Linked DNA regions of Mus musculus: region 2 is linked to region 1. The links are chromatin contacts, called in public HiChIP or PLAC-seq maps. All regions are on one chromosome and are shown on one strand. The core of a region is the stretch at or near the end of the contact, and the rest is flanking DNA. Distances in the headings are between cores, read along the strand shown. Region 1 has its middle 36 kb from the start of Gm39023. Region 2 holds the start of Fan1 (FANCD2/FANCI-associated nuclease 1).

Evidence for each region. HiChIP or PLAC-seq counts read pairs in DNA pulled down with a chosen protein or histone mark.
Region 2: an H3K4me3 HiChIP or PLAC-seq map of bone marrow-derived macrophages shows a contact between it and region 1, with 7 times the contacts expected there. The contact joins the promoter of Fan1 here to the enhancer-like site in region 1. A contact is called at or near these places in 6 of 39 promoter capture datasets (the 3T3-L1 cell line, the C10 cell line, the HPC-7 cell line and 3 more), 5 of 115 datasets of contacts at active chromatin or transcription factors (bone marrow-derived macrophages, double positive thymocytes, large pre-B cells and 1 more) and 3 of 9 other capture datasets (adipose tissue, liver and macrophages).

The regions. Positions count from the first base shown.
Region 1 is chr7:63,815,107-63,817,930 of GRCm38.p6, forward strand. No RefSeq gene overlaps it. Among named protein-coding and RNA genes, the nearest start is that of Gm39023, 36 kb to the right of the region's middle. Within about 2 kb of position 1,350, at least 138 of the 459 cell types and tissues checked have an H3K27ac peak or open chromatin away from gene starts, as enhancers often do. A contact at or near this core is called in the HPC-7 cell line, adipose tissue, bone marrow-derived macrophages and 3 more, where this site is marked.
Region 2 is chr7:64,372,575-64,375,398 of GRCm38.p6, forward strand. Fan1 (FANCD2/FANCI-associated nuclease 1) reads right to left here and starts at 1,482. Exons shown (of 14, transcript NM_177893.4): 1 at 1,361-1,482; 2 at 1-1,180. The coding sequence starts at 929.

The DNA of each region.
Region 1 (2,824 bases), core at 100-2,599:
AGTGCTTTTGAGACCCCACAAGTGCAATTTGTGGTTTTATTTGCCAGACCTCAGTGTGAGACCCAATCAGAACCGAGTGCTGGTTCAGTGGATGAATGTCAGTAAAAAGGAGAGTGTTTCAGTCAGACAATCTGTAATTCTGTGGGATGGGTGTTGGCTCATGCTAATGATATCAAGTGTACACACACACACACACACACACACACACACACACACACACACACGTGTGCGCACTCACTCAAAAATCACCATACATGAAAAATGTGTGAAGTACAATTAATGTGTTGATTGTCGCCGGGCACGGTGGCATATGCCTTTAATCCCAGCAGTCGGGAGGCAGAGGCAGGTGGATTTCGGAGTTTGAGGCCACCCTGGTCTACAAAGTGAGTTCCAGGACAGCCAGGGCTCTACAGAAAAACCCTATCTTGAAAAATACCCCCCGCCAAAAAATTCTGCTGATTGTCTACCTCCAGCGTAGCCGCACGCACTGCACAGCGATGACTGACTGTTTCCTCTACTGGTCTCTAGTTCTTAGATGTGTCAGCTCAAAGCCGGGGCCCAGCATCATGAAAAGGGATTGTAGTATATACCACTAGCCTGAGAAAAAGTCCAAACTCACTATTCAGTGTATGGTTTCTATTGAATACACACCAATTTCACACTATGGCTTAGTCAAAAAGTCCTGTCAGGCCACTGGCATGTGTATGTACAGACATCTACAGGGACAGACAAACGTGCACACATGCCAACGGAAAGTCATCACCTGTAGGCTGAATACAGATTTTTCTTGAAACTTGTATCATCTTGTAGACCATAACACGTAGTGTGTGTGTGTGTGTGTGTGTGTGTGTGTGTGTGTGTTTATATATGCACATATGTGTATAGGTTTTCCAGGTAACTTGTATTACTTCTGGTGCGTCCGCTGCTGAGCAGCCCTGTTCACTCCAAGAGAAAGAAAATGTTAATAAACCGAAAGCGCCCTGGCTTCTCAGGAAATAAGCTGGCAGGATTTTTAGTAAGAGCAGGATCTGAGCCAGTGTTGAAGGGCCTATGAACTGACTGCCGGAAGGGCTCAGGCGTGGGAGGCAGGAAGTCAGTCTAGCCTCTCTGCCTTTGACGCCCTAAGCAGTTTGGCCTTCTTAAGCAGTTAGTTACCTGTAAAATAATCAGAGCCAGCTCCTGTGACCTGTCTGTGATGAAACTGCCTCATACGAGGATCCAGACGTGACGCCAGGGCTCTTCCTCACTCTCACAGTCAAAAGCTTTCACCTTACACACTAGCCCAAGCTGTTCCCACAACCCTGTGACAAAGTCCCTTTAGCAGCAGCCCCATTCTTGTGCCCTACAACACACCAAAGGACTACCACAGACAAAAACCTTGAAACAAAAAAACACCAGGGCTGAGCCCACCCCCTTAGCATGTATAAGATACACACAGGAAGGAAGTGGCTGGCTGATTCAAGGAGGCAGGGCTACAATGTCTCCAGGAAGGAATATTTTCCAACCAGTTCACCCTGCCTGTGGTTTTGAACAAGATTTCAGACATAGCTCTAGCCAGTCCCCAGCCCCCTGCTGTGTCGCTCCTGGACCCTCCACCAACATGGGCAGCAGCTGCTGTCTAGACACAGCAACAAGGGTGGGTGCCCATGCAGGAAGTCATCCAGCAGGCTGCTCTGCTCAATGGTCTTGGAGTTGGAAGCAAGCAAGAGAGGCACAAGCTGCTTGTGGTGGGAGCAGGAAGGGCCAGGCCCTGCCTGGTGGGCAGGGAAGAGGACATTCCCCCCTGCCTCTTGCTGGGTACTCCCGGAGATGACTCATCAGCAAACCTGTTTTTGGTTTCTGCTCATAACTAGCTCCAGGTCTCAGCAGATCCAGCTCTGAGCTCCAGGGTCTCTCCAAACAGGACCCTCCCTGGATTGGAAGTTTCTTCTCTGTGTCTGTGACTGGGAGGGCTTACAGGAAGGATCCAGTTCTGAGCTCTTCCATCCCCTGCCCTTCTGTGTCCAAAGCTTCCCCTCTGTTAAAGCTCTTGTTGCAGGGTAGGCAAGAACACTGGGGCACTTCCCACTCTGCCATGGACACTGGCACTCTGTCCTTCCTCCCTGTCCTCTGCTCACGTCCTATCTGGTGTCAGCTTTAGCAACTTTCTGGACTCTCCAGATGGAAAGTCCCTCTTTCTTACTGCCTCTAATCTGACACCATAACCAATGGCAACTATGTATCCAGCCATGTGAGTCCAACTGAGTCACTTCAACTTGCTGAGCTTCAGTTCTACATCTGTAGGGTAGGCATGTTGAGAGATGCCAACAGAGATGAAGCAACCATTGTGAAGCAAGGAGCTGAGCACCTAGAGCTGGTCCAGGACCCTGGTAGACACTAACACCAGGGCAGAGGGTGCTGAGTGATCTTTTTTCCAGGCAGTGGCCACTCCCCCCCTTCAATCAGATTAGCCAGTTCCCCCACATCTCCACCCACAGTCTTGCCTGCATATGGTAGGTCTGACATGTAGTTGAGGGCCAGCAGACTCCACGTAGAGGAAGGCAGCCAAAACCCCAGAAGAGCCAACAACCTCTCCCATAGAGAAGAACAGATAGAGAGCAGATGGAGCCTTTACTGTTAGGGGCTGCCTGGGCCAGACACCCATTTCACAGACTACAGGTGCCAGTCAGTGAGGCCCACACAGGAACAGGGCTGGGTCCTCCATAGAGAGCTTACAGCTAAGCTCTCAGAGTGGGTGGCATTGAAGTGCCATTCCCCAGGACAACAAAGCCTGCAGGTAGGGAGGCTTCTTGACTGGTGACAGTCAGAACAGAGCTAGAGGTCA
Region 2 (2,824 bases), core at 232-2,731, 560 kb after region 1:
AAAGTCATTTGTACTTCTTTGTGACTGCGCACCTCGAGCGGCTCAGCAAGCCCTACATCTGCCCTTCTGGCACTTTCTTGCTTTACAAGAGTGTCTCCCGGAGAGGATTTCGTGTTACTGACGAGAGTTGAATCTGAGGACAGTAATATGGAAGCATGCTCTGCAGATGCAGGGGTGAGGGCTGGCTCCCCGCAGGAAGCTTTCTGGCTTTCATCTCCCGTTATTTTATTGTTCTTTACCTTCTGTTCTGAAGCATTCTCTTCTTTTAGAGGTGCACATGAATAAATGTTTTCCTTTTGGGAACTGTTCAAAACCTCATCTTTGTCTTCCATCTCTGGACAGTTATCAGTCAGGCTGGTGCCAGGTGTGGACGGAGAAGTCTGTGGGCACTGACTGGCTAGTCCCTCATTCTTAGCGAGTGATTTTTTAGCGTTTAAGTATCGTCTGGACAATTTCGATGTCAGACTTCCCAAAGGCATAATTTCTACACTCTGATTTGGAAGCTCATTTTGATCTTTGGACACTAAGGCATCTTTAAAGTAGGGACTGGTCTGCTGTTGTATGCCCAGTTTTGAACCACATTGGACAGAAATTAAACTTCTCTTTGGTGGTGATAATTTCTGAGGTGTCACATTCTCTAAAGGACCACTGGGTAAATCTGATGTAGGCACAGTTGGACTCATTAATCCAGCCTGAGCAGGCTCTACTTGAACGTCATCACCAACACCGTTGTTAGCACAAGACTCATCAAGGTGCCGAATGAGGTCATACCTGGGCACCATTTTATGACAAGTTGAACATGCAAGTTTAGCAGGTGGTGCACTGTTAAAATACGAAGTAATCGAATGACACTGGCTTTTTGCAGTTTTGCTGGTAGATAAGCTTCTACGGGGTCTTTTTTGATCAGGTGATTTCCTTTGTGACGGCATGACTATTAGAGAAAGTGGGCGACCCAAGAAGAAAATCAGGTCATCTCAGGTAAGGACCGAAATGTTTTACTTTCATTCACTTGGCTTGAATTAGTAAAAACAACAACAAAAAAAAAGGGTCCCTGCTACCTCCTCATCAGTTAATACAGCGGCCACCCCAGGTGAAGGACCCTAAAGGGTTACTTTTACTCTCGCCGTGAACTAATACAAAGTGAAATAGCATTTGATGTCGTTATTCGTTCAACTTCTTCCTACAAAATAAAATACATGAGTTAAAAATATTTTTATACATTTACGGGGTCGGCCGACAACTGAAACGTAGAATGGCAACTTCTGGAACGAGAACCCTGAAGTGGATACAGATCGGAGCGGACCTGCAGCTCCGCGCATGCTCTGTGTCCCTCGCTTCGGAAGGACCAAGCTGCACTTACTTTCAGGGCCTTTCTAAGAACCGTTTGTCTTAAAAAGAGGACGCTGACTCGCTCAGACTCCCCTGAACTCACTGCAGCGGAACAGGCTGAGTCGCTCTCAAAGGGCCACAAGGCGGGCAGTCGCTCTGCGCAGCCCGGACCAGCCAGAGCAAGGCGCTACAGGCATCCCCAGCCGATCCCCGCGTCTTCGCTCCAAGGCTCAGCTAGTGGAGGACAGAGTGATCGAGCAGAAGGCGGACCAAAAGAGAAATGGAGTGTGTAGACTGAGGAAACTGTGACATGATTGTACTCTACTACCTCAAGAGCTTTACACTAAGGTAGCAGAACATTAACCGTTGTGGTGGTAATCCCTTTTTGTTTTGTTTTTTGAGTAAAGGTTTCTCTGTAGACCTACAGACTCACTCTGTAGACCAGGATCACCTCTAACTCAGAGATCATCCTGCCTGTGCCTCCAGAGTCCTGGGATTAAAGCCATGCCGTCATCTCACCCAGCATTCCTAACACAACTAAAAATTAATGAAACGCTATGATACGCTAATCATGATAAATATTTTATGATTAGTTTGACTTGACATGAAAGAAGGACCAGAGAAAGTTAGATGAACAGAGAGAAAATAAATAGAAAAACCAAATAAATCAGGTCAATAATGACAGGAAATGGTCATGATTAATATACTTTAAAGGTAAAACTAGTCCGATTAGACTTAAAATGTAGTTCCTAACTATGTGCACATACAAGAGCCTGGTATAGCAAATTGTTAAAATTTCCACAAAAATACAAACTATGTAATAGTTAAATCACTGCTAAAACTAACACCTTAAAGTGTGGGGAGATGAGATAATTACTCAAAAGTATTTATTCAGAGGAAAAAGATAAATCCTATTTTGAATAAAATTTAGGATGTTTTTGGGCGTGGTGATACACACCTTTAATGCCAGCACTTGGGAGGCAGGAGCAGGCGGATCTGAGATGGAGGGCAGCCTGGTCTACAAGGCTTCTTGTGGCTGCATAGTGTGACTCTGTCTCAGAAACAAACACCAACTTGGGGAGATTTTTAAATGTCCTATTAGTGGGGCCATAGTCAGAGAATGGCCCCCAAACTCATGTGTTAAAATATAATGGCTGGGACTGAAGAGATGGCTCAGCGGTTAAGAGCACTGACTGCTCTTCTGAAGGTCCTGAGTTCAAATCCCAGCAACCACATGGTGGCTCACAACCATCTGTTAGGAGATCTGACGCCCTCTTCTGGGGGTGTCTGCAGACAGCTACAGTGTACTTACATGTAACAGTAAATACATCTTTGGGCCGGAGCAAATGGGACTGAAGAAAGAAGAAAACGTAATGGACAAAGGGGAAAATGTTGGCGTATTTGTTGTATTACATCATTAGGTTCTCATATCTTTACCTCAGTTCCATCTCTTATTCCACCCTTCTCCCTTCCACCTCCCTAACGCTAGGTAGGA